5 separate regions of the Mus musculus genome follow, and all the other regions are linked to region 1. The links are chromatin contacts, called in public HiChIP or PLAC-seq maps. All regions are on one chromosome and are shown on one strand. The core of a region is the stretch at or near the end of the contact, and the rest is flanking DNA. Distances in the headings are between cores, read along the strand shown.

What was found. HiChIP or PLAC-seq counts read pairs in DNA pulled down with a chosen protein or histone mark.
Region 2: a contact with region 1 is called in an H3K27ac HiChIP or PLAC-seq map of bone marrow-derived dendritic cells, with 5 times the contacts expected there. The contact joins the enhancer-like site here to the promoter of Tpra1 in region 1. A contact is called at or near these places in 15 of 39 promoter capture datasets (the 3T3-L1 cell line, 3T3-L1-derived adipocytes, the C10 cell line and 9 more), 5 of 484 Hi-C or Micro-C datasets (the G1E-ER4 cell line, cardiomyocytes, cerebellum and 1 more), 17 of 115 datasets of contacts at active chromatin or transcription factors (the NIH/3T3 cell line, the SCID.adh cell line, T-cell acute lymphoblastic leukemia and 8 more) and 1 of 9 other capture datasets (adipose tissue).
Region 3: a contact with region 1 is called in an HNF4G HiChIP or PLAC-seq map of pancreatic cancer cells. The contact joins the enhancer-like site here to the promoter of Tpra1 in region 1. A contact is called at or near these places in 5 of 39 promoter capture datasets (the 3T3-L1 cell line, cranial neural crest, hippocampal neurons and 1 more), 1 of 484 Hi-C or Micro-C datasets (bone marrow-derived macrophages), 6 of 115 datasets of contacts at active chromatin or transcription factors (the 230-238 cell line, bone marrow-derived macrophages, forebrain and 2 more) and 4 of 9 other capture datasets (adipose tissue, liver, macrophages and 1 more).
Region 4: an H3K4me3 HiChIP or PLAC-seq map of bone marrow-derived macrophages shows a contact between it and region 1, with 3 times the contacts expected there. The contact joins the enhancer-like site here to the promoter of Tpra1 in region 1. A contact is called at or near these places in 13 of 39 promoter capture datasets (the 3T3-L1 cell line, the C10 cell line, the HPC-7 cell line and 7 more), 1 of 484 Hi-C or Micro-C datasets (bone marrow-derived macrophages), 17 of 115 datasets of contacts at active chromatin or transcription factors (the 230-238 cell line, T-cell acute lymphoblastic leukemia, acute myeloid leukemia and 13 more) and 5 of 9 other capture datasets (adipose tissue, embryonic stem cells, liver and 2 more).
Region 5: a contact with region 1 is called in an H3K4me3 HiChIP or PLAC-seq map of bone marrow-derived macrophages, with 2.4 times the contacts expected there. The contact joins the enhancer-like site here to the promoter of Tpra1 in region 1. A contact is called at or near these places in 4 of 39 promoter capture datasets (the C10 cell line, liver, neutrophils and 1 more), 1 of 484 Hi-C or Micro-C datasets (bone marrow-derived macrophages), 11 of 115 datasets of contacts at active chromatin or transcription factors (the 230-238 cell line, bone marrow-derived dendritic cells, bone marrow-derived macrophages and 8 more) and 2 of 9 other capture datasets (adipose tissue and macrophages).

Annotation. Positions count from the first base shown.
Region 1 is chr6:88,899,596-88,904,600 of GRCm38.p6, reverse strand. Tpra1 (transmembrane protein, adipocyte asscociated 1) reads right to left here and starts at 2,350. Exons shown (of 12, transcript NM_011906.2): 1 at 2,071-2,350.
Region 2 is chr6:88,104,682-88,110,398 of GRCm38.p6, reverse strand. It overlaps Rpn1 (ribophorin I), which reads right to left. Exons shown (of 10, transcript NM_133933.4): 10 at 5,095-5,717. Among named protein-coding and RNA genes, the nearest start is that of Mir6376, 3.3 kb to the right of the region's middle. Within about 2 kb of position 2,163, at least 27 of the 459 cell types and tissues checked have an H3K27ac peak or open chromatin away from gene starts, as enhancers often do. A contact at or near this core is called in the G1E-ER4 cell line, the HPC-7 cell line and bone marrow-derived dendritic cells, where this site is marked.
Region 3 is chr6:89,460,504-89,465,473 of GRCm38.p6, reverse strand. All of the region lies in intron 5 of Chchd6 (coiled-coil-helix-coiled-coil-helix domain containing 6), which reads left to right. Gm46966 (a long non-coding RNA gene) reads right to left here. Exons shown (of 4, transcript XR_003956465.1): 4 at 1-4,823. Among named protein-coding and RNA genes, the nearest start is that of Gm46966, 9.8 kb to the right of the region's middle. Within about 2 kb of position 2,858, at least 27 of the 459 cell types and tissues checked have an H3K27ac peak or open chromatin away from gene starts, as enhancers often do. A contact at or near this core is called in adipose tissue, bone marrow-derived macrophages, macrophages and 1 more, where this site is marked.
Region 4 is chr6:89,550,884-89,556,149 of GRCm38.p6, reverse strand. The region is part of intron 4 of Chchd6 (coiled-coil-helix-coiled-coil-helix domain containing 6); the gene reads left to right. Among named protein-coding and RNA genes, the nearest start is that of Chchd6, 42 kb to the left of the region's middle. Within about 2 kb of position 2,654, at least 38 of the 459 cell types and tissues checked have an H3K27ac peak or open chromatin away from gene starts, as enhancers often do. A contact at or near this core is called in bone marrow-derived macrophages, forebrain and pro-B cells, where this site is marked.
Region 5 is chr6:89,421,215-89,426,736 of GRCm38.p6, reverse strand. All of the region lies in intron 5 of Chchd6 (coiled-coil-helix-coiled-coil-helix domain containing 6), which reads left to right. Among named protein-coding and RNA genes, the nearest start is that of Gm52910, 12 kb to the right of the region's middle. Within about 2 kb of position 3,901, at least 134 of the 459 cell types and tissues checked have an H3K27ac peak or open chromatin away from gene starts, as enhancers often do. A contact at or near this core is called in the 230-238 cell line, adipose tissue, bone marrow-derived dendritic cells and 4 more, where this site is marked.

The sequences.
Region 1 (5,005 bases), core at 1,101-3,600:
CCACAAGTGTCTCACAACCATCTGTTATAAGATCTGATGCTCTCTTCGGACATGCAGGTGAACATGCAGACAGAACACTCACATACATGAGAGAGAGAACGAGAACACAGGCAACAGGTTGAAGGAATGAACACAGGGTGAGGTGTGAGCTGCCACCTGTGACACTTCCCTGTAGGATTGGGAACCCATCCCTAGGAGTCACAATGTTCACAGATGTGGCGACCCATAGTTCAGCTGTCCCCTCCAGAGCCCAACATCATAGCCACTTCTACACCTAGCAATAGCTCAAGGTACTCCTTTCTACCTGAGCAAGTGGACAAACTCCCAACCTGAAATACCCCTACTCCAGCAGTACTGGGGCTGGGAGGAGGTCAAGTTCACTGCACTGCCATGACTGTGCTACTGAAATAACTGAAGTAATGGTAACAAACACATTAGACACTCTTCCAGTGCACAGCCTCCATGCCCTGTGCTTCCTTCCTAGGTACACTGGACAAGCACCATCAGGACCCCAATCAAAGGAGGAGCAGGCATGGCCCAGGGGATCCACAGACCCCACCCTCTATCCTAGGGCCCAGGGCTTCTCCCCCAGATCTTCTGGCCTTGGGCACATGCAATGATAGAGAAGTGAAAGGAGCTGGCCCACCAGGGAAAAGAGGAAGGAGAGGGGGCAGACTGGGACAAAGAAGAGCTATGACATCTTGAAGGAGCAACAGAGCATCATGGAGGAGCCCAGGCCTCTGGAGACCGGGGGAACTGAGGTAAGGTTTCTTCCACCCGTGAACCTGAAAGGGCAGCTCTGACCTCAGCGCATTCTCCAGAGGCCAGGCTCCTGCCCACGACTCAAGCCTCGCCTTCCTCCTACCCTCTGTGGCTAGCTTGTTGGGCCTAGGTGGGACCTGTTCGGACACCCCAGACACCTCCCCAAGGGCCTTCTCTCCCTGCCCTGGGAGAGGTTGAGAGAGCTTGTCTTTCCCATCTGTGCAATGGGATTGCCCAAACCTTCTGAGTTCTTTTATGGGATTCCTACCCAGTAGAAGGTAGCAGTGCAAGCAGCCCCCCAAAGTTCTCTCCCTTCCCTCCTAGGCTGCTAAGCCTCTAAATCTAGCTGCAGAGCAGCATAGGAAATCCCCAGAGGATAGAGGCTAAGTTCCATGCCTCTCTGAATCTGTCAGCCTCAGTGATAGAGGAGAGATTGTGTCCTAAGAGGCCACTGTGGACAACAGGAAGAAGGGATGGTCCAGGTGACCTGCCCTCTGCCTCCTGACAATCCTTCTTGCCCTTCTTTAGCCACCAACTTATATCTCCCCTACCTCAGGGGCCTTTGTGTTTGCTTACCCGCAGCTTGATCCCATCATTTGACTCATTACCTCCCCCTCTAAGTGGACTTTATCTAGCCCACCTGGCTGTTGTTCTTTCAATGATTGTTTTTAAAGATAGGGTCTCATTGGGCCCAGGCTAGCCTCCAACTCTGCAAAAAGCCAAGGCAGGTCTTGAACTTCTGATTTCCCCCCTGCCTCCACCTCCCGATTCCTCCACCACCACCCAGTTCTTTGGTGTGCTGTTTATAGAACTGGGACTCCATCGGCAGCAGGTGTATTTACATGCTTGTGTGTCTTGTCTGTCCTAGGTCTTGTGACCCAACCCTCTAGAACAGGTAAGATCTCAAAAAAATGCTATGACGCGCACACATTTCCAGCACAATGCAACCAGGCTGGACAAGGATTGGGGGTGTCTGGACCCCAGACCCCACCACCCCCTCCTCGCTACGGAGCTAAGTGGAGTTGCCCTTCCTTCCGCAAGGCCAGGAAGGCAGAGGCAGAGCATGGGCTGGTCTTTCCGGCTGCCGCTGAGCTCTGGCTGCACCCGGAGCGGCGGGTGTCCAGCTCCATCCAGGATCCGGTCCTGACCGCTAGGGTCCCCAGAAACTTCTCAAAGGTTGTCTTGCGGCTGTACCCCAAGTGGCACGGGGACAGAAGGAGACGGTAGGCCCGAACCCGAAGAAGGAGCAGGGGCAGGGCCTCCTCGCTAGCTTGGCGGAGCAGGAGATGAGGACTCGGCCGCGCTTACCTGAGAGCAGGGCTGCGCAGGCCGCGGGACTCCGACCCCTGCGAGGTAGCGAGAACCGGGGAGCGTCGCGCAAGAACCGCAGCTGAGATGCTACGTGGATCGGTCAGAGGTGGCCGGACGCCGCCAGCGCGCAGGACTCACGGGACCCGCGGACTTCCCCGGTCCTCCCCTGGCAGCGGCGACTCTCAGGCGCCTTGGCTAGTGTTTTTCGTCTAAGCAAAACTGTGAAAACAGTCACAACCCCTGTTTGTGGCACTCATCCCCGCCCCCTCGGCCTCCAGCAGCCTATCGTAACGGGATTCCACCCACAGGAGTGGAACAGACCAATAAAATTCCTCAGATGGGCGAGGCGGCCCGCGGAGCTCTTAAAGGGACTGCAGTCGAAGCAAAGCAAAGTGTGGGTGACGGAAACTTCAAAGGGGAGAATTTTTTTTCTGCACAGCTTACCCCTAAAGCGTTTCGGGAAGCGTACTGAGCACGCTGTGCCTTTGCCCCGCATCTTTCTGCGGACAGCTCCAGTCCTCCGACCGGGTCGCCCTATGTCTTTGAGGATGGCGCCTAAGGGACCGGCGCCCCATAAATACTGACCTCTGGTCACCTGGACTAGGAAGGAGGGAAGGAAGGGCATCCCTTCCTCGGACGCCCTGTGCTTGCCCACTTCAAAGGGATCTGGCGTTTACAGGGCTCCAGTCCTGGTCTCAGTCACCCTGAAGGCTGGGTGCTATTAGTGGCGTTTTGCAGAAGAAACCTGAAGGGGTTAAGGGAATAAGTCCAAAGCCATCCAGCTAGGAAGTGGCCAGACCAGATCTCTTGCTTAAGCAGGTGCCTTCCAGAGGGACAGTCTTTCCTGTCTGTCGCCTTCCCTCCCTGTGGGACACCCCCAGGGCAACTTGGAGGCCTCATCTCAGGTCATCTGCTTACCTGTGCACCTTTGGCCGGCCACAGGATCTGCCCTATAGGCCATGTATTTTCAAACTTGTGGCTGCCCTTGGGCTTCTCTGCATGCAACCTCGGGCCTGTCTTCTCACATTCTCTCTTCACAGAGAGCTTCCTGGGCTCTCCCTCAAGAGTAGGTATTGACTTGCCTACCCCTTCCTCAGGCATTGGGGGGGGGGGCAGTGTGTCTCAGCAACACCTTAGAGGTGCCTCAGTGCTGGTTAAAGATGTAGGCACCTGTTTATTATAGGATCCCAGGACTGCCCCGTCCTGGTCACACAGGGGCTGGAATGACTCTGGGCCTCTTTGTGATTGGTCCGAGACTTAGCATCCCTGAGACTTCCAGGTTAGTCCCATTTGTCCATTTTGGTCTTAGTCACAGAAGCTGGCTGTGCCTGCCTGCGCCTACAAGGTCTGTAACAGCCACCCTGAAAACCATCAAGAGCTCCCAACTTCCTGCCAAGAGAATACAGTGCCCTGTTTAGGAATAATAGCAAAATACATGTCCTAGGCCCTCCTTGACCTCCAGGTGTCAAAAAGGCCACAGGAATTGAACTCAGGGCTTCTAACCATGCTCATAACCACTAAGCCTTTTCTCCAGCACCTGTCCCCAAACCCCACTGTCAATCACAAGGGCCTAGGGACTAAGCAAACGGGGTGTGGTGGGATGATATGTTTGTAATCCCAGTGCTCTTGAGGCTGAGACAGAAATATTGTCTCACACACCTTTAATCCCAGCACTTGGGAGGCAGAGGCAGGCGAATTTCTGAGTTCGAGGCCAGCCTGGTCTACAGAGTGAGTTCCAGGACAGCCAGGGCTACACAGAGAAACCCTGTCTCTGAAATAAATAAATAAATAAATAAATAAATAAAAATAAAAATAAAGAACTATCGTCTCAAGTTTGAGGCTAGCCAGGGCTATGTCTCAGAAGAACAGTAACAGTATGTCACTCTGCACTTGACCCTCTGGAATTCGGGGCTCCATGTGTGATGTCTGGGAGATTTTTACGGCATTTGCTGAGTGATGGAGGTCATCGAATGCCTCTTTCCCTCTGGCAGCAGAGGCAGTTGCTCCTCCATCACTGTGGCCTCTGCATACAGGACAGTGTGGCATCCAGGAAGTCACATGAATGGGGATCGGTCAGGTAGTGTTCCTGGCTTGCACCAGTGCAGGGTATGGACAGCTGTGCCCATCTTGGGAACCTAAAGCATGTTTGGGACACTGGGACCCTCCCTATGTCAATCTCACTCGCTGTTCTGATCTTTCAAAATTACAAACCACACCTCTTTCTATCCCATTACAGTAAAGGGATTACCCACCTGCAGGGTCCTTCCAGGCCTGTGGTGACTCTACCCCTCTCCGTTGTCACCAGGTCTAGCAAGGCCCAGGCTACTTGGACTCTTCACAGAATGTGGCTCTGGTTTATCTTGTCCATGACACCCTGCTAGTAAGGATGGGTAAGCATGGAATGGCAGACCAGTAATGAGAGATTCTATAAAGGAGGAAGATAAGTTGTTTTTTGTTTTTTTTTTTTTTAAGAATTGGGTGCTTGTCATATCATTGGAACTTGTAGGGGCCTAGGGGCTTATGGTGGACACAGTCAGCTTTTCAAAGAACATATCCTATTATGGTGGCATAATATGCTTTCTATTTTTTATTTATTTATTTTTGAGTCTCTGGCATATAGATGCAGTACCTTCCTGCATCGATAGCAGCTCTGGGTACCACAGTGGCATCCAGCAGACAAGAGGGTGTGGATTCCTGTCTCAGAGGTCATACTAGCCCATCTCCCTAAGATACCCTTTAGCACCTTGGGGTATCTCTTGTACTATAAAGCCTGCAGATCCCCCTTTCTGAGCGTCCTTCCTGATTTCCTCTCTGCCCTACACTAGGTTCTGTGTGGGATTATTGATGCTGTGCATACAGCAGAAGTCACATCCTGCCCAGTAGCTGAGAACCAGATGCCTAAGACTGTAGGAACAGTAGCAGGCCTCTCACT
Region 2 (5,717 bases), core at 914-3,413, 790 kb after region 1:
CGGGGCCACCAACCAGAAAGATGGTTACATACTGCTTTTGATGGGTTATCCAGACACCAGAGTTGGGAGCCAAGTAAACCTCTTTGCTCTAGAAAGCTGCCTCCCTTGGGGAAATTGTTAGAAGACAAGGGACTGAGGCCAGGTCCCTGTGGATTGTGACCTCTATGTGCACAAGTGGACAGTGTCCTCTGAGTCACAGGTGGCCACACTGGAGCAGGCATCTGCCATTCCCAAACCCTTAGCAATTCTAAAATCCCACCATGAATACACACAAATCCTCACCACTGTGTCTAAGTGCAATGTCTACTTCGATGATGTCACATGCCTGTCACCCTCACAATACCAGTATTGGTTGGACTTCTGTCTGATGGGGAAATGAGGGAAGAAACTACTTGCTTCACAGTCACCCTCTTCTTACTGCCCCAGGCTGCCTTCCTCCCCCTAGTCCATCCACAAGGAAAAAGGAACACAGGCACATGGGCGCCTACTCACATATGCTTGCCCGGACACATAGATCACAGACCACTTCTCTGGAGCCAGCCCTTCCCCTCTCCTCGGCCAGGCTCTACTGCATCCTGCCCCTCTATAGTGTTCTCCGCCGGCCTCTCTAGACAAATATTGGAGCCCACAGAGCCCTCCTGAACTGCCCCCTCTGCTTCTGGATCAACTGCAAGTGAAAAGTCTGGACTCCTGGGAAGGCTGTGGGAGCTTATGCAGGAACACTGTGCCTTTCCTAGCTGCAGTTCCTCATTTGTATGCACCTACCCTGACCCGCCTTCTCCATCCAGGCCTAAGTGCTGGTGCAAGGTCCTACCCAGCAAGCCCCCCTGCTTGCCATGTAGGGAGTTATAGCTTCAACCTGACAAAAAATGTGCTCACACCTAGCCCTTGTGTGCTCCATGTGTGTTCTGACTTGGTTCAGGAGTTTCTATAGCAATCAAAGGCTCTGAGGACGGGGATGCCGGCCCTCTGTACTCACTTCCCAGGGCCAAGAACAACATCCAGAGCTAAACAAGTGCCCAACAAAGGCCCATCTATCGGTGGACGTGCATGTTTACCTATGTATATATACGCTGCACATGACAATGTGCCTTGGTGAAGGTAGTGTCTTGTGTACATCCAAACTTTGGAATGGCTGTGAGCCTGCCATTGGCTATATGCCTCACATACCCACAGAAGACAAAGAGGTACCTAGGCGCCTGTGTCAAAAGCTCTTACACGTCTGTCTGAACATTGTGAGATGTTCCAGGTAGAGCCCAAAGCACAGAACTGCACCCCACCATTCCTGACAAGGCAGCAAGGAAACCCACCGTACCCCTCAGTCTCACCTGCCTCACCAACCCTGGGAAGACACAGGCCCTGGGACAGAGAACAAGCCGCTGCAGCTATCCTCCGCTCAGGCTGCCCCAGACTCTCTGTCACCACCCATTGTAACCAACGCTCTTGGGCATCGGTGCTCCAAAGCCCTCAGATATCCGTCACAGTACAGTAAGGCTTGAATCACTGCAAGTGGACATAGATACTGTGAAAGACGTGACCGGGTATATTGTGAATGGGTCTGGTCTGAAGATGGGCAACCATCCTTGGCAGAGGAAAGGAGGCAGGTAGGCAGAGAGGGTGAAAGAGAGAGAGAGAGGTCTGCTCCAGGCTGTGCACGTGCTGGCTACAGAGTTTGTGGGCCAGGTCTGGGGGACTGGCATCTTGGCTGATACCTCCACTTGCTGTCAGAACCAGATGCATGCAAACTGATAAAGCACTTAATGGTGTCACTCAGTAGAGTTTCCGGGCTGCTGCCCCTGCTGATTTGGAGGACAGACCCCCTGCGCTTCAGGGGTCTGTGCTGGGGCTCACCAACCCTTTCAGGCCTTCTGTCATTCAATCCCTGTCCCCTGATGAAAATGCAAGACTGAAAGGACAGCAAACACAATTCTCCGATGGGCAGATGGCCCCAAGGGGCTGTCAGGTAGAGTCGGAACCTTTAGCAGAGGCTAGAAGAGCTGGTTGCAGGAGTTGGGCTCTGAAGAGGAAGCTGGGAACTAAGAGGAAGAGGACATGCTGGGTCAGTCAATTGCAAGGCAGGAGGTTCTGCAGTCACCAGAGGCTGGGATGGATGTGTGGGAGAGGGGGCAGGAAGAAGGACAGTAGGCGGTAGGGACAAACTCTGCTCATCACACCACCCTGTCATTTCCGACATAGTAGTCTCTGTCACAACCTGAAATGATTCACCCTGTAGTATCTGGTTCCTCTCCAAGTCACGGGAGGCTGTGTCCTACTTGGTGCCTGAGACAGTGCCTGATACAAAACAAAGATTTTTTTTTTTTTGGAGTAAAACTAACATTCTGCCTCTGTTTCAACTACTAAAGAGTGGAGAGCAGGAGAATGCAGCCACAGTCCACTTCAGAGACTAATGCCAAAGCTGTAGTGGGGGTGGGGGTGGGATGCTGGGTTAGCCTAGGATGCTGGTTGGCAGTGTCCTTTCAAAATCCCACCCACCCTGCTCTTTTGACTCTTCTCATTGGCTCCTTCTCTCCTGGCTCTAACACCTCTCCCTCCCTATCACTCCCTCCCCCCACCTCCCATCAGCATTTCAACAGACTCCAGTTCTTGCCATAGTCATGTGTGTACGCTCCCAAATTCATGTTAGCCTAATCCCTAATGGAGTGAGTGAGTGTGTGTGCGTGCGTGCGTGCATGCGTGTGATGATGATAATGATTAGCTCATGGAAGAACAACCTTCATCAATGAGATGAGTGACCTGATAAGGTCTCTGAGGTTCCTCTTTCCTTCTCCAGCATGAGGGACTTGGTGAAAAGCCCACCCAATAACCAAGAGGAGTCTCACCGCACCCAAATGCCCACACCTCCCTTCAGGATTCTCTAGACGTAGGATGGTAAAGCCCTGTTGATAAGCCACCCAGGCAGCTTTTCATGATAGTGGCTAAAGCCAACTAAGACACTGATTTTTAAGGGAATCCTGGATTCTTCATTAAGAGTGGAAGCCAAAAGAAGGGGAACCTTGCCTTCTCCCTGGCTTCATCACCACATGAAAATGGAACCTCAGAATTCTCTCCAAGTTGTGCACTGTCTTTTCCCATTTGAGTACTAACCTTTTAAGGCTCCCTAGTTTAGGTCTAGACCAGCCATAGGTCACGTGTAAACTGAGGCAAGAGGCTAGGAGGACACAGTCAAGGGCATGGATGGGGGTGGGGTTGTAGGGGAAGGGGTGTGTGTTGTGGGGAGGCAGGGACCAGGTGGGGCCAGAGGCTGTCTTGATGCTCTCACCTCCCCAGCCTGGTGATAGGTAGGTGAACTGTACAGCCTCTGCCCAGCCTCAGGAGTCCATCTTCAACATGGCGGCAGCTTGGTCTCAGTGCAGGTCTGCAGAAGGCTCTGGTGCACTGGGCGCTTCCTGTCCCAGCCTGCGGCCCCCAACCGCTGGCAGCGCGGTTTCCGGCAGGGCTGCGGCCGGGGCCTGCACTATCAGCTCGGCACCAGACACCCGGTCAGGATACTTGTGGTGAAACTGTGAGGGCTACTGGGCCTTTGGGGTTTTCTCCATGTCAGCCTCCAAGACAAATGGAGGCAGCTCAGAACCCGCAGACCTTCCCTGGCCTGTACTGTGCTCTGAGCCAAGACAGGGCTGACCAGGGATGGGCCCACCTGCCATGTGGCCTTGGGACACATGGGCTAAGGCAGTGGGCTGGTTTTAGAGCCATCTGCCATGTCTGGATCCAAAGTGAGGCTGTGCATCACTCAAGGGTTCAAAACCTGGTGAGATGTGAGACCAGGTCTCCTCCGCTCCTCAGGGACTTCCAAGAGAGGCATCAAGGCTTTTCTTGCTACTGGAGGAACTAAAGTGCAGGCTAGCACGGGGCTGTAATGGCCTGAGGTTCTGGGTACCAGAGCAGCAAGAATGGAGACAAGGAGACAGTAGAAAACATGATGCACTGTTCCAGCCCAGGGATGCCAGAGCGCCACCGCTAGGCCACCAGCAAAACCATGTCCTTTGCCTTCGACTTCCTGAAGCAGGACTTCGTGAATCTCAGGCGCGGTAATACTGGAACCGGGACATATAGTGGATCCACCTTCTTTAGGGAAGGCAGGGAAAGAACCAGGCCTTTAAACCAGGAGGGGCGCACGCATGCGCGGCGGCGTCCGAAGCCAGCCACCAACTGCGCTTGCGCATCTCATTATTGGTGCCTGCCTCTCCTTGGCTTTTGAGGTGGCGCCAGTGTGCTACCACGGCCCGTTCCCTCTTTAGGCCACCAGGGGACGACTGGAGCACGCGCAAAAAGAGATTTGGCGTGGATGTTTCTTTCTGAATACTCCAGCAAACAGAAAAAAAGAGGCCTGGGCTTCTATGGGGCCGGGCGCTGAGCTGGGCACCCGCACCACAGGCAGTTCACGAAGCGAGCATCACCTTGTGAACATTAGCTGGAGCCTCAGCCCTTCGTAAGACCCACTCTAGAGCACGTAGCTGTTTGGGCAGTCCCTTAACCCACTGTCAACCAAGCTCCATCTTAAAGAAAGTCTTATGTAAGGCCAGGGAGGCAAGACTTGATTTCACTACCCATAGGTCTCCTGATCTTACCACACACACACCCTCCCCACCCCCTTTTTGTTGTCCCTGAGACTGGATCTCATTAAGTAGCTAAGACTTACCTTGAAGGCCTTATGCACCATCATCCCCCACCTCCCAGGCGCTGAGAGTAGCAGTCCTGCGACAGCCACCACACCCAGTCCTCCAAATTTCATAGCAGATCTCTGTACCCAACTCAACAGCAGATGACTGGCCTGGCCCACTCCTAAATCCCAGGTATTGCTGGTCTCCTGCTTTGACCCCTGCGCAGTTTGCAGTGTTCCATGATAGCTCTTGCCTGTCTTTTAGCACATTTCTCTTGCCTTCCCAACACTAGTCCTGGTCTCTTCTCTCCCTGCTAAGTTATTTGCCTACTCTAGTGGCAACTAATTCTCATGAGGCCTAACACAGCCTTGGGAATCTGTTGCTGTTGAGAGTCTCTGTCTTGATTTTGTTTCAGTGACTTCTGCTCAGTACCATATGATGGACATATTTCTTCTAACAAGCATACATTTTTGTATATTCATCTCGTTTATTCATTCTTGAATAAAGTGAGCTCAGCGTTGGCTTGCAGATATTAAAAAGTATTGATTTCCATTCAATAAATGCTTTCTTAAAGAGAGAGTCTCTCCACATTGCTCTGATCTCAAATTTCTTTGTTCAGTGATCCTCAGCCTTCTAAGTAGCAGACCATATCCTGCCACGAATGCCCTAGGTGTCTTCTAATTCTACATTCTTCATGGGCACACCTACCCACCACAATCTCCATCCCATTTCCCTAACCAACTTTGTGCTGGATAAACCACATGACATCCCCAACCACATATCTCCTTGTCAGGTTCTGGGCTGTCTGTGGACATCCTATTTGGAGCTCTCAGGCGTCTCATGATTGGTATCAGAAACCAGTCCACCCGTTTCTCAAAACTGGCCCATAGTTCTCTGTTCTCAGTGGATGGTACAAACACATCAGACAGCGCCACCAACCTAAGATGTACATAAGCCAGACAGGCAGCCCGTAGCCATCTATTAGTGTTAGCCAGAAGGTGAGCTTCTATCTGTCTGCTGGCCCAGGTCACGTTACAACAGTCACCTAAGATGTGCAGGAGGTGCACGAGAGCCTGACTCAGTCAGGTGACAGCT
Region 3 (4,970 bases), core at 1,609-4,108, 560 kb before region 1:
TGGGGAAGATCTGGACAGTGGAACCCCATTTGGTTTCATGGCATGGAGAGTGGGATCGTGCCCAGGAGGAGAAGGGCTAATTCTGGAGCTCTGAACAAATCAGGGTTCAGGGCAAGGCAAGAAGAGTAAGGTGGAATGGTGGAGTCCTCAGGCTGGAATTCTGCCGTCCTTGGGGCCAGTCCTGGGCTTCCATGTGGGCCTCCCCTGGTCATTATGACAGGTAGGGAAGGAAAGTCTGCACCATCCAAGCTCATGGTCCAAGAGAAGGAGACTTTGTGGTGCTTTTATACTACTGTGTTTATTCTGCCATGATGGCCTTTTAGTGTGGAAGGAGAGGCTGCAAACTTTCCACATAACTATACAGTGTACCACATTGAAAGCTATAAGTGTAGAGTGTTGAATTTTGCCAAGGATAACAGTGAACTGCTGAGGACATGGGCCAATGTTTTCATGCACCTGAGGAAAAACTATAGGCATACTAGTCACAGGGGACAGTCATCCATTCAGCTGAGCTGACAGAGCCTGGGTATCAGTGTCTGAAAGGCTAGGTTGTCTCTGTTGTTCTGCAGTTCTCATTTCTCTCTATGTCTCCATTTCCTCATCTTTAAGATAGACTCATCTGTGCCATCTGTGAAGAAAGAATGAAGGCTAATGTAGGCAGTACCTATGGAAATGTTGCTCTAGACAAGATTCTGGTTTTGCGCTGTAGCCACCTGGGATCCTGTATGGTGTCATAGTGAGTTCTTTAGTTTGGGATTGGTGCATGCGCATGGGTATGTACATGTATGCTGTGAGTTTGAACCTAGGTATGCAGAGGTGAGTTTTAGTCTGAAGATGGTCTGCCCTCATCTCCTGCTCTCTGAGATGGAGAAACCTCTTCTCTGGGCTTTATAAGGCTTTTTATGAATGCCTACCAGGAGTCCCACAAGCAAGGCATTGTGCAGAGGGCTGGGGCTAGTTTGAACTGGCATTTCTCACACACCAAGAGAATGTTTATTGAGTGTTAGATACATGCACCAGGTAGGTGAAACCCTCACTGTCCTCGGAGTTGTGCTCAGAGGATCTCTTACCATCGTGCTTGCACTCGAGCTGAACATGCACTTAGCTGTCATGTTTGTTCTAGGAGATGAACAAACTGGGGTAGGATCCCCACAGTGTGCCCAGAATCAGCTGGGGTGACTTGTATCTCTTAAACCAGTGCATTTGCTTCTCACAGTGACTCCTGTGAAATGCCTGAAAAGCCCACAGAGCTGACTGCTTTTGCTGGTAAAAGCTCATTTGACTGTGACTAACCATGGCCACCCATTGAACTGAGTAAGAGAGGGGACAAGTATGCTTTAAGGTCCTGTAGACATCTTCTAGTTCAGCCTTGGTAATGGAAAAACAAGTGTGCTGAGTATGGTGTTTATCTGCCCATTATTTTATCATGAGTCATTATTTGTGTAAAGCAAACATTAGGATGCACACTGACATAAGTAATAAGTTCTCTTTAATGTTATTTTCACCCTTTCCTCTTTTTTAATTTTAAGTACATAACCACTCCACATCGATTCAAGTTTGTTGCTTCATGGAAGCCTCAGGTGTGGAGGGGAGGTGGTGAGGCTTGGGGCAGGCCATGGATCCTCTGGTGTGGAGGGGAGGTGGTGAGGCATAAGCAATGTGTGGCTCCACCTTGTAGAGTCTTCTGGAATAGAGAGAACTGATTGATACCCTTGCTCTAGTTTATGGGCCACAAAGAACCCCCTCCCCACTTCTGTAAGACCTCATCTCACTTTCCCAAACTTGCCAGCTGCACAGAGGAGAAAGCTTGTAAACTAGCTTCCAAGACTGAATTTGGAGAAAGCACAAAACTCAGAAATGTTTGTATTCTTCTTAGACTTTGGCTCTTTCCTAGCACAGACGTCTGTACACATCTGCTTGCCTATTCCTGAGTGGTCAACCCTTTTTCCTCCTTTTTCTCTGATAAAGAAGGCCTGTAAGCAGATCCAGACAGTCCTGATCAGCCATCTTACTAACACACTCACAAAGCCTGCCTGACTAGGCACAGGTATCCTTGTCTCTTGGGGTGTCAATCAGTGTATCCACAATGTTTTCACTTGCTAGTGAGCATGTACACACCAGGGAGGCATGGCCTTCACTCACAGGGTGACACTATCCTACACTCAGCAGAAAGGCCACCATGAGAGAGGTGAGAGCAGGTGAGAGTTTCAGACGATGCTATGGGAGTACATTGACAAAGCCGCGTCAGGAAACTGAGGTCTAGGTCTGTTATGACCAGGTATGGATGTACCTAGTGACGCAAAAGATTCTCCAGAAGAAGCCATGGGGCAGTGCTCAGGAAAGCCTAAGACCAGAATCAAGGAATTCATTCATCTATCCAGTGAAGAGCAAGAATGAGCAGCATGTTGCTGCAGACAGCAATGATGAAGATTGCAAACCCTGTGAAGGAACTAAAAGAGGCCAGGTATGGAAGAGATATGTGTGATCTATCTGCATTAAAAACAGCAAAGCAGATCTGAGGGTTACAAGGTTGAACAGTGGAGACAGCCTGACTGAAAGATATGTAGCTTGGGGGTGGGACACTGGTCACTTCAGGTGCATGGGTTGGCCAAGATCCACTCTCTGACCTACGAAAGATTCACCTGTCAGTATGTTAGACTTTGAGGAAAAAAAGGGACAGCCATTGAGGAGGAAAGGCCACCAGGGAGTGCCTGATATCTTCTGCTGCTTTCTCCCTTCTCCTGGGGCCTGGGGCCCTCCCACAGATCATAGCACACACAGCACATACCATGTTGACTAGTCCATGCTAGTGTCTATGGCTTTTTCTCTCCTTCCTTTAAAAGCTGTTGAGCACAGTCCTGATCAGTGTCATTAAGAAAGGGTGATTCATCGGTGGGGGCCAGGAATGCAGTGTTAGGCATATAATAGGGGCTTAGTAAATATTTTCCAGAGTAAAGAGAGGAAAGTATGTGCACATAAACAGGAAACAAATGCATTTGGGTTATTGGAGGGGAAGAAGGGAGCTTTGCCAAGAAGGCTGCTTAGTGGAAGCAGTGTTTGGAGAATGACCAAGATGCCATGGCAGCCTAAAAGGTGGAGGCCCAGCCTCAGCAGAGGTGCCTCACACATAGGCCATCGGAGGTGGGGATGAATAGAAATTGGCATGTGATTTTGAGGGACCTCACTGAAATGTGTGGCCTTAGATAGTTTTAAAGTCTGTAAGGCCTGAAAGCTGGAGAGAGATTTGAGCTTGAAAGCCCATGAGAATAATGGTACCATTGAAGGAAAGAAAGTCATGTGAGCTACTGCTTTTGGGGCCAGTGATGAGCTTAATTTTAGACATGTGCTTATGAGGCAGAATGTCCAGCACATGGTTAAGAAGTGTTAAGCAAGAGGAGTGGATCCTACAAGACAATAGTCACTCTGATTTTGTGAGCCTGTACCATGTGCCAGGCCCCTTTCATAAGTTATCGCTGATCCTGGCTTCAGCCCTGCAAGCTAGATTATATTACATGTGTTCTACAAATGAAAGAACTCGGAAACAGGCTGAGCAAGCTGCCAGAAGCCGTGCAGCTGATAGATGGAGTCTGCTCCTTTCACCACACCATGCTGCCTCTCTACATCATCTTGGAAGAGAATGTGGGAAGCAGGCCGGATTCTGTGGGGGCAGAGAGCGTAGACCCAAGAAAGCCTGTGTAGCAGGACTTGTGAGCCACACCCAGGGAGCCTTGTCAGTCCTCCTCTCTGGAGAAGCTAACACTGGGCTTTGTAGGGGCGAGGTAGGCATGTGAGGAGGAAAGGGCTGGCCGTGTTTTCAAGAAGTTTCATCAAGAGTATATTTGTAGTTGAGAAAGGAGTGGAAAACCTGTATATCCGAAAGGAACACTCCTAACACCTTTTGGAAAGGGTCCAGCAGAAGCTAATCCAGAGTCAGAAGTGGGCATGCCAACAAATGGCCACAGGTTCTTTAGGAGTGAAGAGATCAAGCCACACAGTGAGTAAGCGTGTTATTGCTGCAAGAACAGCTGCACAGGCATGTCCATTAGACACCTCTGTTGAGTACAGGAGGCCTACCCAGAGGTGCCACTGAGATGCAGAGCAGGGCACTTTTGTAGAGATGAAACAAGTGACAAGGACTCCCAGAGAAAAATCTTGAGAGAGATGCAGCCAGAGTGGGGATACAGAGGTCAGCATAGTGTGAGTGGTTCATTCTCATTCTTTTTGTCCCATCCTCAAACAAGTCCAGGAAGTGGGGACTCTCACCAGCCTACTGGGCAGTGAACTGGCATGGCCATCCACAGCAGTGGTACCACAAGTTGGGTGGAGTTACAGATAGCAGTTAGAGTTTGCTGCCCTGAGGTTCTGGCCACCTGAATTCAGGGAATCAATATTTAGCGTCTGCCAGGCTCAAGTCAACACTGTTGCTGGGGAAGGTTCCTGAGTGGAGCACACAGGAGCACTGCAAGCACCCCTCCCCGTGGCATGGTTGCTTCTGCCTTGTTCTTTGCTTAAGCACCTTAAAAGCCAATTTGCAGCAGCCATGGCCTTTCTCCCCAGGTACTTCACATAAGTCTCAAAAGTGTAATTCTTATGCAACTACAATGTCCTCATCTTACCTCAGGGGATAAACATTAATTCCTTCGATTTTTCTTTTCCAAAAATACCTTCTTCCAGGATATTTGGATTTCTATTTGTTTGGGGTATAAGTCTTTATCCAACAGTCATATTACAGTTGATTCTTAGTTCTGAAGCCCATGGTCATACAAGTTAGGCTTTTTCATGACAATGGCTTGTTCCCTTTTTCCTCCTTCAGTGCATGGAACCTGAGCCAGAGAAGTCAAATTAAATGCTGGGAGACCCTGTTAGGAAAGGGAGTTGCCACCCAGGTCAAAGGCTAGCCCTGTGGTTAAACTGCTGCTTACTGCTACTGATTTGTGTTGTTTGCTCTTTAGTGTTGCTAGGGTCCTTTT
Region 4 (5,266 bases), core at 1,405-3,904, 650 kb before region 1:
GGACTCACAGTTCTGGGTGTACTGCATGGGAGCCAGTTGGCCTGCTAGACTGCTGATATCTGTGGGACAGATCCCCCCATTCTTACTGTGACAGAAGATAACAGGATGACAAACCCTCAACAACAGTGACCCCTGGGTCCTGATAGCCAGGACAGCAGGGGGGCTCTACAACAGCATTCCTGATTCTCTTTCCAGATCCATCACTGAGCCTTCCTACATTCTAGGGGCGTCTTTTTCTGGACTGCATCTCAAGTCAGAAACTGTGTTCACTTTCTCCTTCTTGCCCCACCAACTTCCTTTCTGGCTTTCTCCAAGGCCTGCAATGGTTCTAACCTTGAGCATTTCTCCTGTCTGACAAGTTTGTGTTGAGAACTGCTTCTGCATGTTGTTTTATCCTCTAGGCCTGCCACATATGACTGTTCAGCCTGGGTGTTTCAGTTAGATGCTCCTCCACACCTGGGCCTAGCTCCTGAGGGTTGTGAGAGACCTTGAGAGTCTAGAAAGATCACCTTTCCTGGCATCCCATTGCAAAGACTCTCTGCCACACCAGCCACACACACCTTTCCCTAGCCCCTTCCTAGCTTCTAAGTCTTTGCTTCTGAGGTACCTTGCCTTCAAGTGACCTGGGTTGGATCCTGGACCTAGTCGCTTCCTCCTCCCCAGAGCCCCATTCTTTATACTTAGTACCCTTTCTGAAGACGATAGCCTTTCCTAAGCAGCCCTTCTAGGTTCCTCCCTCCTCTTCCTGTCCCTTTATCACGGAGGGTGGTGGAGGTGCGGTGGTAAAGCTGTGATCTCACTTCTCAGACAGTTTGGCTTCTACTTCCATGAATGCCTCCTCAGATGTCTCTATGATCTTTCCAACAAATCTGTCCATTGAGTTTCACTGTCCTCACATGGATTTCTGTTATTTCCTCTGCTGCAGCTGTCTATCTGGGCTTTGTTGTCTTAGTGTGTTGGACATGCATTATTGACATAGAACCTGCTCTGCTGTGGCCTAGACTCCCCTTGGAAAAGCAGACATCAAACAAGCAAACACTCTTGAGCTACAAACTGAGCTAAGAGAGATGCTAGTGAGGTGGACAATGCTTAGTGAGAGTAGCAATAAGGACCTAATGTAGGTTGAGGTGTGCAAGAGGCTTCTCTGAGAAACTGACACTTGGACCAAGCCTGAGGGTCAGTAGGACTTAGACTGAGGGAGGAGGGGGAGAGGTCTGAGGATGAGGAGCGGCAGCACTGCAGTCAAGGTCAGAGGAGGAGAACTCGTTGACAAGCCTGGGGTCATAAGCTGAGAAAGCTGTGACTTAAAAGGGGCAAGCAAGGGAGTCCTCAAGTCACAAGATTTCTCAAGCAGAGGGGACAGTCAGGGTTGGAGATAGGAGGGAGCTTATGGTAGGTCTTTATCAAGGTGGAGGAGGGCTCAGAGTGGAGGAGGCAAGATCAGTGGGAGGCTCACCACCATCCCAGGGAAAGTTGTGATGATCAGACAGGACACTGATTGTCTTGGAGGACTGAGTAGATAGGCAGGATATTGACTGGGAGCCCAGCAGCACAGTGAGTGACACAAGTAGAAAGACCCAGCACCCTTTTCCATAGCTCGGTGGTCTGGGCTCGTAGGGTTTCCAGCCTCAGCATGTGTGGCTTCCAGGTGGTTGCTCCAGCTCTCCCTGATGGGGAGGGGGGCCTGGTGAGATCACGGCCAGTTTAAAAGCAAGAACAGAACTGAGCACACCATTTCTAGACATGTCCTGTTGGCTGGACGGTCCTGTGGCCTCTCTCAGCTATAAGCTGTTTAGGAATTGTGTCTAACTGTCGTCAAGCTGAAGCTCTGTCACAGTGGAGGAGGGAGGCATGGCTGTTGGGGACAGATGGAAATTCTCACTCTCTGCTGTTGCCTCCTCACTGCCCCACCCTCAGTGACTCCCACATTCATCTTGTTCTGAACTCTGTGTGGCTTCTGTTCTCTAGGAGCCATTAGGAACTGTGCTGGCCACGGTGACGAATACTTGAGAGATACAGTTGAAAGGGAGGTACCGCTTGCTTGGGCTCATGGTTTCAGAACTCTCTGCTCATAGCTGGCTATATTTCTGGCAGTGAGGAGGCAGGTGGAAGGACATGGCAAAGCTAAGTTGCTCATCTCATCCTGGCTAGGAAGCAAAGGGAGGCAGAGGGGCCCCGGACATTGACGTATACTAGGTCTGTGCAACCCTTTACCAGACATACTCGATCTGGGTTCCTATCTTCCTCTCGGGAGCACCTCTTGTGTCCACAGTGAGCCACTTCCTATGGCCATGGAAAGTATTTTCTAAGAAGTTCATGTCCTGAAATCTCTGGAAGGAGCAGCATAGAAGGGCATTTGGAATTGGTGTGCCTACTCCATGAATTTCCTTTCCTGTACTGCCATAGGGCAGGTGTGAGCAGGGAAGCTGCTGTCTGCTCTTGGGAAAAGTTGGGAAGGAGGACAGACTCATAAACTGACTTCTTTCTGCTTTTCACTCTGACTCCTGGGTAACTGTTTTCTCAAAAGTTTGGCTTATTGCACAGCTTGGGAGAATCCCACTGAATCTTGGGAATGAGGTCACACTGCTGTACATCCACCCCCAACCTCTCTCGGGTCTGGCCCCTCTCTGTCGTGCTTATTGAGCAGAGTCCACTAGGTGGCAGTCCTGGGCCACTTGTTGGTGGGGACGATTGAAATGCTGCAAAAGACCCAGTGGGATGGAGAGCAAGGGTCCTCTTGCCCAAATGCCTTTTAGTGGGTCTGTAACTGCTGATTCTAGAGACACTGAACCTGGTTAGGAAGCCAGAGATGCCTTTTCTTCTGGCAGACTCTCCACCTCTCTCCTAGCCTTTGATTTTGCTAACTCTACTCTCCTGTTGTGGCTGCCCTAGGCTTGCTGCAGTTCAAGAGACCAAGTGGTGCCCCTGAGAATCAGAGAAGGAGATCTTCCAGCCCCTGTAATGCACTGGCTGGAGGATGGGCTCCCTCTTCTTGCTGTGGTTTGCTTCTTTCCGAGGATGTTGCTGGTGGCAGCTTGGCTTGAGTCCAGAGCAATAGAGGCACAGTTGGGCTTAGATGGGGGGGCAGGGTGAGAAATGCTGAGGTTTGAGGAGGGATGGTCTGGGTCATTCCCTTATCAACCATAGGTTACTGTTTTCTCAGGCTGTGTAGTCCAGGCTGCTCATAGCCTAATGCCTCAAATTAGGGTGGGATTAAGGGTGGCTCTGTGGACTTTGTCCTCAGACAGATGGTTAGGAGACAGAGGGTTCCTTGCACCATCTTCTCTAAGAGCTGGTGACATCCTTCAAGCGCCTTTTCTTGGCGTCTTTGCACAAAACAAGCAGATTCTGACTTTCTTGTAGGCGGATGGACTGCCAGTTTTGGCAGCAAGGGAGATTTTTTTTTCAAGGCCCGGAGAAGACATGGAGGGAACTCAGCTAACCTAGCGGTGACTTGAACTGTGGTGAATAGCCATTAGGTTAAAGGATCCTAATGCTGGCTCCCAGTACAGCCACTGCTGCTCATTTCTCTGAAGAAGCCAGGGTCTAGTGGCAAGAGTCCTATTCTTCTGTGTCCTTCTGGAGAGTCTCCAGGAGGATGACATGGCAAGATCATCTGTGACATTCCTATGAGCATGCTGTAGCTGGCCTGCATGCCTACCATAGCTCTGGCTTGCCCTGAATTGGTTGCTGCCAACTCCACAGCAGGGTGGGGTCTCATGTAAATATGGAAGGTCTCTGTAGGGATGTCTTTCTCAGAGAGCTGGTCCTAGCCATATTCTTCTCGGTTTCTTGGCAGCCACTCCAAGACACTGATCAGCTGCCCCCACCTGTTTTGGCCTTAATGCCTTTGTTGCTTCCTAGTAGTTGCTCAGAGCCTTCATGACTGTCCTTTAGGTAGTAGTGGGTGAAAAGAGAGCTCTGGGTTTTGTCCTCCTGTCTTGCAAGCTCTTGTACTACAGTGGTCTCAAGGGCACAGCATACATACATTCCCAGCTCACTGAAAGTTGGTGTTACTCACAAGGTGCTTGCCATAGTGACTGTCATTCCTCAGGGTTAGGGAGGAAGGACTCTGCTGCTTAGCCTTTATGGGGGAGAATACCGCCTTGAAAGTGGTGTGGCTATGTAAGTTCCAGGTGGAAGAGAAGCACATTCCTTTGTCCACAGCAGTGCTGATACCCCCAACGTTCTGTGTACAGTTTCTAGAATACAGGTAGAAAAAGGAAGGGACTTAATATGCATATCAGTCCATAAATCATCCTAGCAATTAGAGTTCTGGTTCGTTGTGTTACAGAGTCGCCAAAGAAGAAGTAGAACTCCCTCTCTAGGGGAAGATGCCTAAAGCTAGCCATGGTTCAGCTCTCAGGACTGTATACTTCTGTGCTTGCCTGGACACTCCCTCATGGCAAAGCTGTTGCTAAGGTGCTGAGACTTAGCAAACTGGGGAGAGAGGAGGTAAAGTTATCCAGGAACATTCTTCCTGATGTTTCCTTCCAAAGCAGACTGTTTAACTGCTCCACTGCAAAGTGAAAAGCATGTGTGCTACCTCTAATTGGTTTACAAAGAGATTGATTTCTGCCTGTGTGATGCTGCCAGGAGCCCCAGGGTCTTTCCTTAGGGATAATGTACCTCCAAATACATTCCATTTGTAGCCACTTTAGATATGGAACGAACCCCAGAGATGAAATGTTAGACACCTTCACCTGAGCCTCAGAGTAGTGCCCGTATTAAGAAGCTGGCCAGCAATAGAGGAGATGGCTACCATGAGAAAGCAAGGCCCCTGCCAGTCTACTTGGGTTTGGTGTTTTGCTCAGAAGAGGTTGCTAGCTATCATACTCAGAAATCCTGGAGAAGAAAGATTGTAAAGAGAATCTGAGAGACTTTCCTAATTATGTGCAGAAAATGTCCTAAAGAAAGGCCAGCTTTCCTGGCTCTGCCAAGCACTGTGAGAGGTATCAGCATAGGTAGTTCTGACCAGGAATGGGGAAGAGAGCAGCTTCCGGGGATGGAGGGTAGGGTTCTCCACAGCAGCTTCCCTGGCTGCAGGCAGCAGATCTGTGTCTCCAAGGGAAGGAGGTGACAGCCATAGAGCATCAGAGTGGTATTCATCTTGCCAGTCTCAAGAGGGAGGTGAAGATAACCTGTGTCTGCAGGCTCCTGAGTCCTGACTTGGTACCCTATCTGGAGGGTCAGTAACTTCTGACACTGCAGTGCACAACTGGTATCTGGAAGTATCTTTCCCTTGCTCCTGAAACCCTGTGGGTGT
Region 5 (5,522 bases), core at 2,652-5,151, 520 kb before region 1:
GAATAAGTAAGGCTTTGCAAGTGGTGCACAGAGACTGAGAATAGTTCCAGGGTCATTAGGAGAGGCCCTGACTCCAGCGGGGATCCTTGGGAGTCTTTGGAAGTTCCCAGCCCAGAGTGCCTGTAAAGACTGCTCTTACCACTGCCTGGATGGTGAGCTGGAGGCAGAGGATGCAACCACAGGGGACAGCAAAGACATCTGCATGCAGTGCAGTCTGTAATAGCCCACTTTACCACGGTGAGGAGTGAATGAGAAGAGCACCGTGGGAAAGGAAAAGAGTTCAGATGATCTGGAGGCAAAGCCATCTTACGTGTTCAGCTGCAACTTGACATGGAGACCCCAGGGGCAGGAAGCAGTGATAATTGACAGTTAATCTCCAGGAGTTGGGTGGAGGGCGACATTCTCTAGTGCAGGAATGTAATAAAAACACCAGGGGTAGGGGTGTGGGAGAGAGGAGGCTTTGTAGAACGATACTTTTGGAAGGACAGAGAAAGGGAACAAACAGGGTGTAGTCAGATATAGTACTGATAAGAACACAAAGGCTTTCCAGGTTCATCCAATACTTAAAAGTGGAACCTGCCAAAAATGCCAGCTTTGTCCTCAATTTCAGCCATCTCCACCAACCAAGGCAAAGATCTGTGCCTCATTCTTCATCACTGCCACAGAGATGGTTTGCCCACCAATAAGTGACCTGGCCCTCTCACCAAGGCCACTGCAGTAGCCTCCAGGTAGCCAGGCTGCCTCCACTGCTCTCCATTTAGGCTGCTACATACTGCCCATGATCCTTCTAAAAGGGATCTCTGGTGCCATATCTCATAGTACAGCCTCCAGTGGCTTCTTCCTGTCCCTAATACAGGTTCTGCATTTGTGGTCATCCCTGGATGACCTTCAATATCTATTCGCCTCACTTTGAAAGGCTGTCTGTGTTTATTGTTTTATCAAGAACTCACCTAGTACAGTCACCCTGTCAGACCCTGCCCAAGCCCTGACTTCATGTCAGTTAGCTGACTGCCTGAGGTGGCCAGGCAGGGGGAGAGGCCTTCCCTGACACCTTATGAAAACCATAGCCCCTTAAGCTTTTGGTGTGATCTTTCAAGTGGCATTGACACTGAGTGAAATTATCTGTTTACTTCTTCCATATCCACACTGTTAGCTCTGTGGAACAAGGACTTCATCCCCTTGCCTGCTGTGCTCACTGCTTGTAGGGCAAGCCTTGGCAAATAGCAAGCACCCAATATATGCTTACTGAATGTACAAAAGAAGCAAGTGGTGTGTTGGAACTATGGTGTGTTGGACATGTTTGCATCCATTTCTGGCCTGTCCCACCCTGCTCTTTGACCTCCTGTCCTTTCACCTTGGTTGTCCCTTTGCCTCTCTGGGCCTCCTCAGTTTCTTCATCTGCTAAGTTCTTACCTCAGAATAACTCTTCTGAGCTTTCTGGGAATCAAATTGGCCTGCTGGGCAATCCCTACAATAGTGCCTGGCCAAGGAAGACCAGTGAACCTTCTGAGGAGACATATTTCTCACCCCCATTGGATATTGATTCTGTGTATATTGCTGCTAAGGCCAGCACACATGTGACTGTTGCCTCTTGCATCCTCCCACAGCTTGTGTTAAAATACTCCCACCACTTGGGCAGGAATCCAAGTCCCTGAGCTTCAATCTGCCTGCCCTCCCCAAGCCATGCCTTAGTCTTCTGTGCCCTGGTCATACCATGTGCTACCCCAAGTTGGTCTGCAGTAGCCTGCTAAATCTATGAGTACAGACCCAGTGCAGAGCTGGAGCTTAGGAACTGTCTTCCTCCTAACTAGCCTGTGCATCACTCTTATGGTTCTGGCCTTGGTTTTAATTTATTCAGCAATTCTTGTATCAGGCCCTCTCACAGGCTCTGGGGATAGACCATGAGCAAATGAGACTAAAAGCCCTATGATGAGCCTTCTTTCACTCCTCAGCTCTCAGAATTCTTCCACACTCTGCTGGCCTTGTTGGTTCATATGCATAAAGTGAGCGTTGTTTGTTAAGTTCTTAAAACATTTATTGAGTGTCCAGTGTGTGCCAGGCATTGTGTAATTCTATAATGCATTGCCCTGCCCCCACTCCCATCCAGCCTGTGCTGACTACTCCATCATCTTACTGTACAGAGGAGAGGACATGGCAATGCAAGTCTTGCCCAGGACACACACTAGGAGGAGAGGTCCTGACCTGAACACCAGAAGCCCACTCTGTTCCTACATGGCCCTGCATGGTTTCTCCATAGTGATATCAGCTGAGTTCTCTCTAATGCTATGACCCTTCTCAAGCTGGGTCTCCATGACACCCAGCCCTGTTTTCTTTTTCCTTAGTAGATCATTCCTGAATGCTTTTGGCCTAGGTATCTGTATTGAGGGCTCTGGCCCAGGAGCAGCTCTTTTCCAGGCATATAGGGTAAGCTCTTGTTTCCATATCCATTGTCATATACATGGACACATGGGCCTCACCCTGACCTGCACTTGGGAGACTTGCTGCCAACCTCTGTGCCCCTACATCTTTCCATTCTGCTGCTTCTCCTAGCTCTGCCTGGGGATAGCAGGTCGATCTCTCCTGCCCACGACATGTTTTGATGCTATCCTCCCCTTCCCGCCTTCCCACCTTGCTTCTCTCACCCTCACACTCTCTTTTGATCTTGCAAATCCAGGCCCTTGGAGAAATCAGACAGTATGAAATATGAAAACTGCTTGGGAAGTAATTGAAGAAACACTGCGACTTTTGAAACCCACAGAGATAATGCTCACACCTTCTTACTCACATTATTTAATTTTTAATGGCAAATTTAATTAATGGAGATCAGGTCTTCTGCCTTCAGATGTGCTCAAGAAGCAGCTGCAGGCAGCGGAGGAGGGGCAGCTGTCTAGAGCAGAGGAAAAGGCATTCCAGAAGTGGGAACCTGAGGACTCTATGGGAAGAAAAGTCTCCAAAACTATCAGTTCATGATGGTGGGCACAGATGACGTGCGGACAGTGCAGGCCCATCAGAGAGCTGTCAGAAAGCCTGTGAGCTTCTGTGGTAACTGTAGCTCCCAGGTCCTGGGCAGTCCAGGACCCTCCAGTGCTGATGACCCCTCCAGAAAGATGGGACTCCATTGTCCACAGCTGCCACAGTCTTTTAAAAACAGTACTGCTTTGCTATTCCCTCACTTAAACAGACAGGCATAGTAGCTGAGGACTGTAATTTCAGCACTCAGGAGGCTGAGATAGGAAGAGCACTGTGACTCTTAGTCCAGTATTATCTACATAATGAGTTCCAGTTTAGCCTGGGCTATAAAACAAACCCTTGTTTCAAAAAACACAAAACAAACAAAGCCAGGGTTTTATTCACCCCTCATTGGAACTCAGGCTCTGAGCCTGAAGTTGAGTCAGCTGCACCCACTGAGTATCTTAGCCCTCCCTGCCCTTGATCCCACTGTTTGACAGTCTCTGCTCCCCTCATGTACCTGCACTGCCCTTTGGACACCCATGTTCTCTCTCTTCATGGGTCCTCCTCCTTGTTTGGCTCATATCTTCTTATCCTTTACAGTTCATTAGAAATAAATGCAGTCTTTGTCTCAAGACCCTGACTTCTAGAGTATTCTCTGTAGATAGGCTCATTCACACACAGAGCTGCAGGTAGGCACTTGTTCTCCTCAGCACTGTTTACAACGGTAGGAGAATTTGTTGGCCTAGAGGACATGGTAGGAGCTGTTTGACTTGAGGTGCAGAGGGCTTACTCACAGAGCCCTCCCCCCACTGTGCTCCCTCACAAGGTGCTCCTTCACAGGGTGTGCTTTCAGTGTGGTCCTTCAGAGTGCCCACTCACAGCGTGCCTCACAGAATGCTCTCTAATTAAAGTACTTGCCCACAAGGTGCTCACAAGTGTACCATGACCTCACCCAGAAGTAGGAAGGAGATGGGTGGGGCCAGGATACAAGCCCCAGCATGCTTGCCACTCACTATAACCCCTGGCCTGCTTTCACTTTTGAAAATATTGATGTGACAAAAATTGTGCTGTAAAGTTGAGTGCTAGTCTGCCATGAACTAGACCGTGGACTCCATTGTTGGAACCACCAGAGGCAGAGAGGGGGAGCGAGAGAAATACTTTGGTTGGGTTCAGTTCAGGTATCAGTTCCCAAGAAGACTGTCTGATCAAGTTTACAGGCTGCTCTGGTAGGTATTCTGACAGCTCAAAATACTGGCCTCATGCCCATTTGTAATTGTGACATTGTGGTGTCTGAGCATCCATATGGCCAGAGCACAGGCTCCAGTTGACTTGGATCCCACCCCCATTCCTAGTGTTCTCAGGATGAACAAATTGACCAGTCCTTAAGAAGCCCACAATTATGACAAGTTGTAGTCTACAGGATCCTTGTCCTTAATGAGGAAGGCTGGAGAACCAGGGGCTCATGGACAAATGAACCTCTGTTGTGGCTTGGAGACCTTTCCTGTGCTTCTGGGCCAGTGGTTGTTACACAGCCCACTGCCATGGGTCTGCACGGCAGTCAGGATGGGACCAATGGGGGATTTTCACTGAGTCATCATGAGGAAAATAGAGGAAGCTACGGGGGGGGGGGGTGGCAGTAACCACTTCTTGGCCTGTGGACACTTCCTATGACAAATCCTACTGACCACATGATTGGCTCTATGTCCCCTGGGACAGATGCATGCTGCCTACCATACAGAGCAATGGCTCTAGGCCTCTTCTGCTTGCCCACAGTACATGGGCCCCATCTCAGCCTTTGAGTCCTCTCTTTGAGAGGGACTCAGCAAGTGACTGGGCCTGGAAGCCTGTGATCTGACCCGTGAACACATATAGAAGAAAAGAAACTCAAAAGAGTTGGGTGGGTTTTTTATGAGGAAGAAAGACCCACGTCTGTGGAAAGAACACGAGGTTCTTTGTGGCTTCAGAAGCTCTACGGTGTATGTGGGTTGGGGAGATCTGGGTGCTTTTCTCTCACTCTGCAGTTAAGAAATCAAAGCTTAGAGGAAGTAAGTGGTTTACCACAGACTGCGGCCAGTACACACCAAAGTGCTGTCATACTGTGAGCCCATGAGCCAGGCCACATCCTCAGGAGGCTCCACCAGAAGCCCAGTGGTCACAAAGGAACATGTGCTAGAGGAATTGGGAGAGACTGATCAGGTTGCCTCTGCCTTTATCCTCAGCCACGACAGCCATATCAGGGAATGTCACACCATTTGAAGCAGGGATGTGAGCGCAAGGACTCAGAGGAGAAGCAGAAAGCTTCCCGAGTGTGCCATTAATATAGATCTTCTACTGCCAGGCTGTGAGGAAGACTTGTGTTTATTTCATGCCTGTTGTGTACTGAAGTTGTTGGCATGCCTTAGAGAAGGCTCCCTGGTGTGGAGAGAGGAAACTAGAAGGGATAAGCTAGATGACCTGCTCCACCTTCTAGTTCCTGGGCCTCCCCGCCAGGGACTCTGTGTTCCTAAGCTCTCCTGCAAGAGTCTCCTTTTCATGATGACCTCCCACCAATCCTGCCTGAGACTGTAGAC